Regions from separate parts of the Bombyx mori genome. Here region 2 is linked to region 1. The links are chromatin contacts, called in public Hi-C maps. All regions are on one chromosome and are shown on one strand. The core of a region is the stretch at or near the end of the contact, and the rest is flanking DNA. Distances in the headings are between cores, read along the strand shown. Region 1 has its middle 26 kb from the start of LOC101743039. Region 2 overlaps LOC101747221.

The links. Hi-C and Micro-C count contacts between places; a contact is called where the count stands out from the background.
Region 2: a Hi-C map of middle silk gland shows a contact between it and region 1, with 2.2 times the contacts expected there. The contact joins two enhancer-like sites. A contact is called at or near these places in 2 of 7 Hi-C or Micro-C datasets (middle silk gland and posterior silk gland).

The regions. Positions count from the first base shown.
Region 1 is chr5:13,450,155-13,457,603 of ASM3026992v2, forward strand. No RefSeq gene overlaps it. Among protein-coding and RNA genes, the nearest start is that of LOC101743039, 26 kb to the left of the region's middle. Within about 2 kb of position 6,172, at least 7 of the 8 cell types and tissues checked have open chromatin away from gene starts, as enhancers often do.
Region 2 is chr5:13,560,350-13,567,107 of ASM3026992v2, forward strand. It overlaps LOC101747221, which reads right to left. Exons shown (of 10, transcript XM_062668761.1): 3 at 1,511-1,661. Among protein-coding and RNA genes, the nearest start is that of LOC101742601, 29 kb to the left of the region's middle. Within about 2 kb of position 1,577, at least 2 of the 8 cell types and tissues checked have open chromatin away from gene starts, as enhancers often do.

The DNA.
Region 1 (7,449 bases), core at 4,922-7,421:
TAACTTTATTCAGACTCTGATTTAATCTACCAATTTTACATTGATGCGTCTCATTCAACTACTGTGCTCTGACCGCCTGCATTCTCTTTTAAATATGTCTCAGCCGGCTATCCCTCTTGTCTGGTCACGTGACTTAGTCACGTGACTTTAAAAGCAGTCAATTGGGCAACTAATAAACAATAATATTTAAATGTTTTGCAATACAAACCTCATATTTAATAATAATTCTTAATATCTATAGGACTTTATATAATCATATTAATATAAATAATCATAAACCTTTCACTATTTATGTTATTTAAATATTCTACACAAACATGTAAACAGTAAAACGACACCAACGAACATGGTAAATAATTTTACAACATCACAAATCCATAAACTCATTTTGAAGTCATAAAAATCAAATTACAGCCCGCTTGTTCGAGAGCTTAACGCCGCGGACGTAAAACATTGTCCTGTCACATTTGACCATAAAGATAACTCTAGAGTTTGGCTATAACTTTCTATGAGGCTTAAAACACAATTACCGCGAAAGAGTACTAACAACTCTTTCGGTAACAAAAACCCTTATAAATAAAAACATAAATAGTCATATGGAGCCATAAATTTATTTATTGTACAATAAAATAATGTAGCCAGTCGCGGTGGGTGGTCCGCTGTTAAAAAAAACACTGGCAAGATGGCGGAAACGTTGCCATGGTGATCACATGCGCCCCTTTGCGCTCGCTGGATCAACACCATTACGATCCAGAACGATAGATTAGTTAATTATCTTTGTTAATACTTTAATGTAGACTCGCACAAGAAAATTAAAGCATGACGTAATAAATACATAGACGTATTCATTCGACTATCTAAAGGTTTGAAAGCGGTATCGTGTCCTATCAATTTTATTCATGAATTTAGAGACGTACCGGTGTGTAAGGGAACATCCTTACGCCGAATACCTGGGTGGAAGCGTTAAAATGTTCCATTTGTATATTCTTTGAGTCTGAATCTGAGTTCTCTTCTACTTCGTAGCGTGTCCGCCTAATGCTGAGTGTAAGTCTCTTCACAGGCACTCCATTCTCTTCGGTTTCCCTTCTTTTTTATTGCTTTGATGGGAAGACGGCATTGCTTTTACGGTAGGCAGCGGCTTGGCTCTGCCCCTGGCATTGCTGAAGTCCATGGGCGACGGTAACCACTCACCATCAGGTGGGCCGTATGCTCGTCTGCCTACAAGGGCAATAAAAAAAAAAAAAAAAAAAAAAAGACGAAGTAAGTAAGTGGTTACCGAAACCTATAGACATCTACAATGTAAATGCCGCCTTGAGATAAGAGTTTTATTTTTAATAGATGTCCGAACGAATTTGGTGATTGGTTGGTCCCCCAGACCAGAGTCCATAGACGCAACGTGGATGTTCGCGTTCATTTAAAATTAGATCTTTGTCTTTCTTATCTTTGAATGCTGTTTAGTAATTAAGCATGCTAGATGTGAACTCACTTTTTAAAAATTAAAAATAACGGATCTGTGATGAATGCATTTATTATGCTGCAAAGTTCGTTGAAATCTTTTGTAAGAAAATTCAAAATAATCTCATCATTATTAATGTTGCTTTTCGTTATTTATTTCGACACCATTATTTTGTGCTCCAAATGCTACAAACACGAAGAGTAATTTTTTTACAGCATTTATTAGTTTGCAAAATCACTGTGTGCGGAACCTATACGGATAGGTGGCCTTGCCTATTTTAATACCCAATAACACTTATTATTATGTGAGACTGCTGACTCGACGGGCAGCATCAGTGAATTTGCTATGCCTATGGACATCGGGAACTACTTAACAACAACGGTGTCGTGAGCTCCCATACTCACCTAGAGTAATACAAAACACAGACAAGATGGTCAATTAAGTGACGACATGAAAAAAAAAAAAACGTAAAAATTGCCGGAAATGCTTTCCGATGTAATCGTGGGTCAGAAACGTCGTGTTCAGGCTAATGTCTCTATAGGTTCGGGAGGATTGATGGTCATGATTGGACACGCCCAGGCTCGCTTCTTGGTAGCAAGCGGCGACATTAAAAGCCCTAAGGACGTTCAGCACATCGTCACGTCACAGACTCGAGACAATAACAGAAAGAATTTGGGACTATGGTGATGTTTATTTTTTCCAAACGTTTTTCGTTCGGATTTTTTTTTTGTAGACGCTACATTAAAATAAAATAAAAATTACTTACTGTTACTTCGTTAGGTTGCGAATATGCAGGTGTTTGTTTGTGACTTTCTCTACAACGGTCGTAAAAACAAATATTTATTCGGAACATTAAGTTTTGAAAAAATGATCTCTGTTTAAATTATCGGTTTAATAACTACGCAGAGGACATCAAACACATATAAAGATAGCTGTTTGTAATAGATACATAAATTACATGAATATGTATTTCCGAAAAAGAGGAAGCCAAAAAGGGCATAAGCTAAACGCCTAAAATAAGTGAGACCGATTGAGCTAAACATTAGTTAGTGAACCGGCAATGGAAAGGAAAGGTTCTTTCATGAACGCATGTCCCATGCGTCAGTTCGTTTTCAATTATAATCTAACGAAACGCGCATGTAAAATAAATTTGTAAAATGAAAAAAAAAAAAACGTATTTTTCTAGTCTTATACTCGCAACCTACTAGCACTACCATAAGCTATGTTTATTGCTTAATTATAACAGTAGGCTAAGATTTAAGCCCATAGCAAAAGCAAAGGGAAAACAATTGACGACACGCCACAAATTCCTACAAATGTCACCTCTACAAAACTCTGTTACTCTGTGCTACTACTTAAAATTGGTGGATATGATTATCAGCTTGGCGACAGCTTCTATTATGTTATCTTCCTCGAAACGATTCAACTGATACACAAAAAAAAAGAAAGAGAAACTAATATTATAGTCATTATCACATTGAAGTAGACCCACTTTGTAAATGCCGATGAAAATAGATTTATTTTCTTTTTTTTCGGACCGAGGGCCGGACCTCGGGACTGGTCTCCGACTGCGACCGCGGGCCCAAGGATGTTTTCCGGGCCCTACCCACAAAACGACTCCCCTGCACTCTTCGCTCAAGCGTCCGATCCCCTCGAAGGTCAGAACCCGGATGAGGTAAGGGGTTACCGCGGTCAACACTACAACCAGACGGCGCAGCTCACGCCAATGCGAATCGAAGGCTCTGAAACGTCAGCTGTCTCGGTACGGCAGCCCGTCAGGCCGCCCAGACACTGCTATTGGTGTCCCGGAATACCCCACTGGATGAAAGTAGTCCTATTGTTGTTTTTTTTTCGTATGACCAGAAGAAATCACAGTCGTTCTGCAATAGCAAATGGAAATGAAAATGATAATGTCATCTTGGAACAGAGGGCGAAATTTAATTTTTAATGCCTAACGACAGACCCTTCAAACCGGAAAGCACGACTGCTTCACGGAGATCAAGCGTCGCCTGCCAGGACTCGCTCCTTCCGAGCATCGCAGTCACAAAGGTCGGTAGCGAAATGTCCGGTCCTATCTTTGTGACGATAATGCGGCGCTGCCCCTACGAAAGCGGGGTAGAACCCTCAATTAACTACCCGATCCGGACGCACTAAAGATATTTAAAAGAAGCAATCCTACGCTTACAGAGCATTACTATTTCCTTCATAAATACGTAATACGTAAATAAATACAGTACAAAAAATTAAATTACTTTTACTATTTATTCTCGCTCTTTTGATGACAGTATATTATTTTTTAAATTTTGACTCAAAAACGCGCGATTAAAAGTAATGTTAACTATGTGTACGACTCGCAAAAACCGAAGAAAATACTAAATACTTTAATTTCAGAACGAAGCTCACAAAAAACAGTACAGTTTCTCACAAAATTTGCAGTGGCTTGGCTCTGCCCCTGGCATTGCTGAAGTCCATGGGCGACGATAACCACTCATCATCAGGTGGACCGTACGCTCGACTGCTTACAAAGACAATAAAAAAGTACTGTTTAGAAGGCCAATATGAAATATTGCAAATGAGCTTAATTCAATTAAATATTTTATTAGCGCAACATTGTCTTCTAGCCTCTTTAAGATTAAACGTTAAACTTTAAGCTGTGTTTAAGTTCATTTTAAATGTTTATAGCGGAACTACATGTTGATAGCATACAGGCGTTGAGTTTTAGGTTCGTGGGAGATGCCGCTATGTCCAAACTGAGGTCCAGCTGGCATGTGCCAATTATTGTATGGTCTTCAGAGCCCATAGACTGCAGCGTGAATGTAGCAGTGGCACAAATTGAGGCACTGTGCCGTTATTCGAACAGTATCGGAACATCGTCTATTTATTGGTTAAATTAAAGTGGAAGGAAAGAGACCTAGGGGACGTAATCTCATGCGCTGGTCCGATCAAATCAATCAAATTAAGACGACTTTGGAATCCAGCATCAATATCGCTATCCACTGCGCGGAGGACAGGAGTGAATAGAGGAACATAGTCCTAACAAAAGTGCTCCGTAAAGGTCACGACCCTCAGCACTGAGGAATATGACGTACGGAGGAGAATGCGGGTAATAACACCACGCACGACATGTAATTAGTAATGAATAGTTAGAAAAATCATGATACCAAGAAGTTAGTACAAAGAAGATGACGAAGATACTATGGTTTTTTTATTAATGCTTAGATGTGTGAATGAGCCCACTCAGTATAACGTGGTAACCGGAGTCAATAGACATCAACAACATAACCGTCGTTACCCACCCTAAGATAAAAGTTCTAAGTTTCAGTTCTATAGTACAAGCTCTTCAAATCAGAACGCATTACTGTATGCGACAGAAATAGGCGGGGTGGTGGTACCGTCCGGGCTCACGAGGCTCTCCACCAATAAAGAACAACTCTAAATTCGTAATACATGAACGATGAAGTACTTAGAATGCTTACTACTTATGTGGATGTTATGAAGCGAAAATTTCTGATTTGATTCCGGTTCATATCTCAAGACTGTATTCCCGTTGCGTAATGTTCATGAGCTCCGTAAATCGCCCTAAAACTAGTTGAGTGTGAGCTCGTCCCCCGTCTAATGCAAATCATATAGACAGTCCTATATGCTGAATCGAATTTTGTTTAGAACATTTAAACCAACCTTTGAATTCAGCTTTCGAATACACTCTTAAGAGTAATATGCCTCGCAATATTAGGGAATAAAAACGTGTCTTTGAATTTTAACATCCAGTTAATAACAATTAAAATGTGAAGCTACGTAAATTATGTTCTCATCATAAATAAATTAAAAAACTTTGCGTTTAGATAAAGAATAAATTTATTTTGCTTACACAAGACGCTATAAAACTACATGGTGATGTCCTAAACACATAACTCTTTTGTACCTACTGTCAGAAATTTCCACATTATAATTCTGTAGTATTTCGATTTTCTTTTTTTCTTTTCATTTTTACCGTATTATAACAAGAATTAATGCTGTTTCAAAAGACCACTATTTACGCTGTAGTTAATAAGCAACAATTTAATGTTCATTTCGTATCTAAATTGCACCTCTATGAATTCGAAATTTATGTAAATTGCGTCTTACTCGCGATAAAGAAAACAATTTACGATCGATCGCGGAACAAGTGAGACATCTGAAAATCATTATTACGGCTCAAATATTTCGCGTAAGCGGGATGCTAATCAAATCATCCGCTCAATTTGATAAGCACTGCGGCTTATATAGTGCCGGGAGTAACTGAATATTCACTGTTATAAGTAGCTTTTTAAAGTTGAATGATTTTTATATGAATGTTGGAACAGGCTGGCGATTTCGGCGCGAGACGAGTGCGCGTAACGTGGTAAGTTGTTATGCAACTGGTTCTCTAATTTATAACTTTACGAGGATATTTTTTTTAAATTAGTTGTACAGTTGAGATAGAATGATGATATTTTATGTTGGTAAATAAAAAAAAACAGAATTATTTTATTTTATCTGCTTTGATTGATATTGTCATGTTCCTTTGACCGGAAGCCGCGATCGATCACACAAATGATTGTCAGATGTCAATCAAGTTGGCGTATCGGTGGCTAGGCGCGATCGGTAGCAGGTCGGGCGCGAGGGCGAGTAGGCCGTAGATGAAGAGGGCGCGGGCCGCGGGCCCGGCGCCCCTGCCACGTGGGTGGGCGCTGCGTGTGGCCTCGCGCTGGGTGGCCCACTACTACCGCTCGCACGCATGCACACACGCGCGCCGCCCGACACACACACCCGCCGCGCAAATAAACACAATCATCAACCAGCGATACTTTATTCCGTCACTAGATTGAGCTATCGTTTGCGGAGATTTCAGAACGATCACAGCATAGAACAGAACTCCGGCCAGAACTTCATGTTTCTCTGCCTGCCGACTAGAGCTACACTGCGCATGCGTAGGTGGACGCAAACTACCCACTTTACTATGGCCAAGTCCGCTGGATCGGATCATCGACGCTAAATTTCTAATCCGCTTACATTTCAGGCTTTACAATCAATAGAATTCTATAAACCTACGTTTTATAGCTGCTTTCTACGCTAAATCGTACATAAACTATCAGATATATCTTACCACTTTAACTCTATAAATCCTCAACTTAGAAATTATTTAACGGTCAACATTTTAATGTACTATTAACATCTACACAAAAGCTTTAGTCGACATGGTCACTTATAAAACACTTTCGGTCTTTCACTTAAAATGTATCTCACATTAAATAAGTGTTACTCAAAAGAGGTGCTACTACGCTTTTGTTTCTTAAATCTATCATATATATTATTTGGTCTGTCTCCTATTAATCAGAGAACACGTACGTACATCCATATGAGTGCGAATAGAGTTTCCAACTTATTAAGTAACATTGTCACACTGCTAAGTTTGATCGGTTACAATCGGTTGTTTGTCGTATATTCCCAAAAATAATAATCTTATGCATTGCTGACTTCAAGCAAATTAGGACAAATCGTATTCTCGCATTAAAACTGTATAATCTCAAAAATGACTAATTTTACGGGAGAGTGTTTTAAAGGTTGAACATATTGTGATATTTTTAATATTAATCATCTTTGCAACATTTTTTTTTTTTTTACCGGTTACATTATCTGTTTTAAAGTAAAATAAAATGATGTATTAATTTTGATAATAGTAGTCAAGATATAGGTACACTAAAAAAAAAAACTAAAACTAAACTACGCTCTTTTGACAGAATTTATGAGAAAAATACTGGTGAGATACTAAATGATTCCGCATATTAACTCAATTTCGAATATTTTTGGAAATTGTACACTTTTAATGCGAAAAGACGAAATATTGAAAAAAGAAACAAATACTTATCATTTTATTGGAATCTGTTTTCCTGACTTAATGCGCTAAAATTTTGGTTATATTGCAGCCACTGAAATAAATCAAGATATTATTTCTGATCTTGATATTATTTCTG
Region 2 (6,758 bases), core at 327-2,826, 110 kb after region 1:
TAGCTGTTCACGAGCTTTAGTGAATCAATAAAAAAAAATCGAAATATGTAGTCAGTTTTGTGTTCAAATATCAGTAACAGATTAGAAACAGAGAAAATGTAATCCAAAAATAAATATTAAAGTGTCCGTGATTGTGGTCAAACTTTGTTCATTAGAAGACGAAAACTACTTACATTATGTAGGTATAATGATGTATTAATTCATAAATAGATAATAATATGTCGCATTACGTATACGAGTTGACCTGTGACATGATCTGTCGCACAAATGTGGACATCAAATGTAATAATGAAGCTTTCAAAACGTTTCAACCGAAATCCCGGAGCGCTTTGGTTGGATACGATGTTGAAAAATATCAATGTATGTTACGTTATTTTTATTATACGTAACGAAATCATGTATTATCAAAATTTAAGTAATATTATTTTATGAACTCATACATTTTTGTCATTGAAACCGAGTTTTCTTTTGCAATTTTGCAGAGTTTGATTAAACATTAACATGAAATTTGTTGAAACTGTTGCGCTAGTATTTTTTTGCAAAACGTAATAATCGTCGAAAGATAAGGTTGTTAATAAAGTAGTAATAAAGACTATAAAAAAAAACGATTAAGCAGTGATCAATACACAGCAGATAAACTTTTGCGAGGTGTCGATATCAAACAAAAACTTATCTTGATTAGTATCCGCGAACGGTGCACCTATTGTAAAATAATATTTAGAAAGTTAAAAGAAACACGTTAAAATTATAAATCAACAATAACAGAATCTATATAGAATCTATACAGAATAACAGATTTTTTTTTTCATCTAAAACAATAAAAAAAAATCTAGTGAATGGTGTTCAATACAACGTAAGAATAACTAAATAAAAGCGTCCATTCAAATACACTTTACTTCAGAGAGTCTAACAATAGTTTTTTTTTTAAATCTACCTACCTTATGGAAAATCTCATTGCTTTAGCAATCAGTCCAGAAAGCCAACTACATATTGACAATTTTCTATATCCAATGTATTTGACCAGCGTTGTAATTATTATCAATAATTTATTACTGATGTTAGGGCGTATTTCATTGTGAGTCCGTACGGGTAGGTATCACCACGCTGCCTATTTTTGCCATGAAGCAGTAATGCGTTTCGGTTTGCAGGGTGGTGCAGCCGTTGTACTGAAAACTGAGACTTAGAACTCATGATTTAAATGTCTGTGGAGACGGTTGACCACTTCACACTTCTTAAGAATTTAAAAAATACGTTACAATATTATTATACTAATAGTATTACAATTTTAAGCGACACAGCAAAGGATCATATGAGTTTTTGCAAAAAGGTAATTTATGAGTGTTAATGTAGTATGAGTAAAAGGAACATACCTCCATCAGCTATGTGCGTTTTTTTTATTAGTACTTTTTCATGCTGTTGCAGATTATGCGGTGATTGGGCCGTGCATAAGTTAAAAAATGACAAGGGACGCCATTTAGTATCGTCGGTAAGTTATAAATATATTTCGTACCAGGCATAAGGAAGTACACGAAGACTGCTAAGGCGACGCATACGGCTACAAGGGCAGCGGGCCATCGGATAACTCGTACCACTCTTGTCATCTTAGTACGTGCGACTCCACTGTCAACTGGAACTCTGTACAGGCTGTCTGGGTGAGATCCCTGAGAACAAAAACGGGTTGTCAGATTCGAAAATTTGTACAAGATTTGTCTGCCTAAAGGTAAAAACACAGTTAATAGGCATATTTTTTTTAAGCGTTGTTATGACCTGGTAGCTAAGACTTTTAATTCATTTCTCATTTTAATTTATATTCTTAATTTTATGAAAAATGATAATATGGAGTGAAATTAAATGAAGATTTGAGACATTAATCAAGTGGGATGAAATTAAATGAAATGAGATGAGATGATATGGGATGAAATATAATCTCAGTAAAATGATGGTCATTTACTGAGACTTTTTCAGTGGACTTTTTGGAGGATCCCGAGAAGTTACATTCAGCGGCTTTGTTTGATTTTCCCACATTTGTACACTTTCACAGATATTAAACAGTTAATAAACCACCGCTACACATTTAAACCCGAAGAAACACTAAATAGACAAAATAAAACAAATCACACAAATTCACTCCTCGCGTTCCCGCCAAAAAGTCCTGCATTATAAATATACATAGGCAAGAATGTTGCCGAAAAACGAGATGAGAGGACAGACCAAAGAATGATAAAAAATTAATCCAAAATTCAATCCAAGACCAAAGTAAAATAATAAATCAATATTATGTTAGGATTATTGTTAATAATAAAAACTATGCTAAGATAATAAATAAATAAAAAATATGTTACCTCAATTTAGCAATAACAAATGACAATGGTTATGGAAATATTTCAAAGCTCGTTTAAAATTTCTATAGATTCTAAGGACTACATATAACATATGTATGATAACACAATTTTCAAAAAACATGTACGATTGGCTCAGTCTTAGTCGATCCATTAGGTTATATAAGCAGCCGCAAAAATTGCATTAAAATCTGCATTTGATAAATGAAACTATTAAACGTTATTACTTATTTACATTCCGTTTTTTTGGCACAAAATATACAAAAACTTTCGCTTTCATTGTGCATTTAAAATACATTTACTTGGAAAAAACCATGATCCACTTCGAAAGGTCGCTTAAAATTCATTTCGAATAAAATATGTAACGCGATAGGCGTCGAAATTATAATCAGCAGAATATGTTTAGACGTTTTAGAACTACCGCGTAAGGGCTGTGAAATCCAATTGGGTAATTATTGGGTAGTTGTGCTTTATCAATTTGCATATTTTATGCATAGCTGTGGATAAAATACCCCAATCCCAAATACCAGCTACTTCCATTTGACTCCATACAGAAACGGGCTGTTCGGATGGTCGATAGTCCTGTTCTCGCGGATCGCTTGGAACCTCTGGGTCTACGGAGGGACTTCGGTTCTCTCTGTGTTTTATACCGCATGGTCCATGGGGAATGCTCTGAGGAATTATTCGAGATGATTCCCTCATCTCCTTTTTATCATCGCACCTCCCGCCATCGGAGCAAAGTTCATCCATATTATCTGGAACCGCTGCGTTCATCGACAGTGCGTTTCCAAAGATCTTTTTTGCCACGTACCATCCGGCTTTGGAATGAACTCCCCTCCACGGTGTTTTCCGAGCGCTATGACATGTCCTTCTTCAAACGAGGCTTGCGGAGAGTTCTTTATGGTAGGCAGCGGCTTGGCTCTGCCCCTGGCATTGCTGACGTCCATGAGCGACGGTGACCACTTACCATCAGGTGGGCCGTATGCTCGTCTGCCTACAAAGGCAATAAAAAATAAATAAATAAAATAAAATATGCGTAATATATTATGTATAACAATGATCTTTTATTTAATTGATAAATTCTTTCAATGCGAATGATATTTTAATACAAGATACCAATGCATTGGCTAATTGGTATATAAAAGCCACAAATACAGGACATATTTTTAAGAAAAATAAATAAAACTCAAATATCGTAAATGTTCAAGAAACCAAATAGATAAACCAATTTTTTAAATGCGATCATTTTTGTATTGAAACATTAAGTTATAAAATAGCAATAAAGGACCTATAACGTGGAGAATTACATAATCTATTACAAGAATCTGTAAGATTTGCCGCTGTCAAACGACGTGTCTTTCATACAAATCACCTACTTAACCACAAGCTAAGCTTTTGTGTCATTGTAACTATAGTAGATTCAAGAAGAACATGTGTACTTTAAAACTGATGTTTTTTAGAGATTAGCCAAGTTAAGTTACCTCGAAAGGCGATGCTGGGAATTAATGACAAGACACTAAAAGAACGTAATAATATTTTTTTTGTGCTTGGATGGGTGAATGAGCTTTTGGCCCAGCTGGTGTTAACTGGTTACTGGAGCCCAAAGACGTCAACAATATTAAAACCGTCACCCACCTTGAGATATAAGTTCTAAGTTCTCAGTTCTGTAGTGCAACGGCTGCCCCGCTGTTCAACACCCTACCTACACCAGTAAATTATTTTGGTTATTTTAATTTCATTATGCAGCGATTATTCATTCTATTCGATCCATTAATTCCATATTTAAGTTATGAATTTACATTTTATATACTTAAGAAGTAAATGTTTTGACCTTCATAATATTATGCGAAGAAAAAATAGTTCAGCATTTGTTTCGAGACGGTAGCTTTATTGCTTTAGCGCGCAATGTACTTAAAAACGATGTAAAGTTTAATTCCACCCATTAACTTATGTATATGTAAGTGTTGACGTGCGGTAATTTCCTTGAGGAAACGCAATCAGCGTCAGCCTGTTGTCCTCGATTTATATTACGTTGGGCTCACAAAATTTGAACTCAATAAAACCATAATAACTAAGATTTTTTTGTCTTTCTTCTTTTTTGCTGTAGTGGTAGATAGTTTATTACCTGTTAAGTAACGGTTCTCCTACAGCCCAAAAATCGCTGAAGTCCACATTAAGGTTCAGCCAAGGCTGGAAATAGGGTATATAATTGGACACAGTAGACGCTTTTGAAATGTGGTGCTGGAGACGCATGCTGACGATACAACAGACAGCCGTGGTGACAAACGAAACCGTTTTACAAGAGCTTCACGTCAAACAACGACTTGCCTTAAATAAGCTTCTTTGGACATATCGTCTTTTCGCATTAAAAGTGTACAATTTCCAAAAATATTCGAAATTGATTTAATATGTGGAATCGTTTGGTATCACCAGTATTTTTCTCATAAATACTGTCAAAAGAGCGTACTTTAGGTTTTTTTTAGATTATCTATGTTTTGACTAATTGTTACTTAATTTTATCTTATTTTAAAAGACAGATAATGTACTGGTACAAAATAAAAAATAAATATTGCAAAGATGATTAATTTTAAAAATATCACATGTTTTAAACCTTTAAAACACTCTCCTGTAAAATTAGTAAGTTTTGAGATTATACAGTTTTATACCAAATGCGATCAAACATGCATGTTCGAGTTCGAGAAGCAGTTAACCGTGGGACAGATGTTAATACGTTAGTGAAAATAATGTAGAATCAACAGAAACTCTACAATTATCTATTAAACTCGCACGGTACAGAAATAAATGAAGACAAATCGCACATGATTCTCATTAGTGAGGGAACGACCAAGAAGAAGAAATGCATAAACGTTATTACATAATAAGATTTATTTGTATAAATATTTAGATAGAATGCTAGCAATTTTTATTCGTTGGAATTCAGTGAAATTGTAATTTATAGATGTATTTTTTCGTTATATAAATAAGTGAGCTCTTATTCATCGCATGTGACCAAAACAAGTTCTTAATTTTATCGTTATAATAATATTTGTGTATCCTTATTTTATTTTCAACTAAAATCAAAAGTATTTCTATATGTATTTATATTCCATTTTTTCAAGACAATATTCTCATTAATAGTATTTTATCAACCTATATCAGAACTACTCTTACGGTCTAATCTTGCCTTTTTTAATTGTTATTAATTATATTATTTCTAACGTTTTCAGATTTACTGTTTTCGTGATCACGGATGACTAATTATTATTTATCTATTAATATTTTGCTACCTACCGTCTATTTTTCTTAAAAGCAGTTTGTTAGACTTCGGTTTTTATCTTTACTTGAAAACGTCAGATATATTATAATGAACATAAAAACGACGAAATTTAAAACGTAAAAGTAGTTTTACTTTCAACTATGTCTAATCAGTCGTGAAAGTCGTAGAAAATATTCTAAACTATATAACCTATATCAGGTTTGTCTACGTAAATTTATTGCTGCGACAAAATTTAAATAAAATTTAATTCAATATTATTCAACATTTCATGCCGCATAATCGATGTTGCATCCGGCTACCCCACTAGACTCGTCTCAATCATCAATATTTAGCTAGAAATTTTACTGATTCTCAAGACTGTGTATAAGTGCTTTGCTAATGCAATAGTGCTTTAATTAAAACTAAACTATTGACTTAGTAAATATACATTATGTTATCGACTCGACTAGTGACAGTAAAAAAATATGGTCATACTGCAACTTCGGGGTTTATTCTATTGATACTCCAAATATGACAATGCTCCAGTTTTCGAACAAACTACACCCACATACCGATATTTTTTTGATTTTCTTCACAAAATTATGTCGTATTCGTGAAAGGATTTGGATTTTAAACGAGCTATCTGTGTGCTTAGCGCGAGTTTTTTAACGTTCTCGATAGCGTAAAAGTTAACTCAAATTTGTATAGAGTTGGAACGTTTGTCTACGTTTGCCACTAGTAGCGTAACTGCATACAAATTTGACTCAACTTTTACGCTGTCGAGAACGTTAAAAAACTCGCACTAAGCACAATAGTGTGTGGGAAAGCCTTCAAAAATAAAAATGTAGTATTGAAAGAATGCAATTGAATTGGACTTACAAGCAGATATAATTCAACTAGCCAAAGCAATTATAGCATTTAAGAAAAAACCATTTTCTTCTATGTTTTTCAAATCTGAGTACAGTGTCGTGATTGAGATATTGTGGTGTATGTTGTCATTCTTGCACAACATGTTACTTGTCAATTTCAAATTATTAATGGGTACATATGTCTCAGTCTAGTCCGGAACATGTAAGTACAAGATCTAACAGCCCTAGCACACAGTTAAGCGAAACAACAGGTCCCGTGAGACTAGTTTCACCATAATAACACACCTGATAATA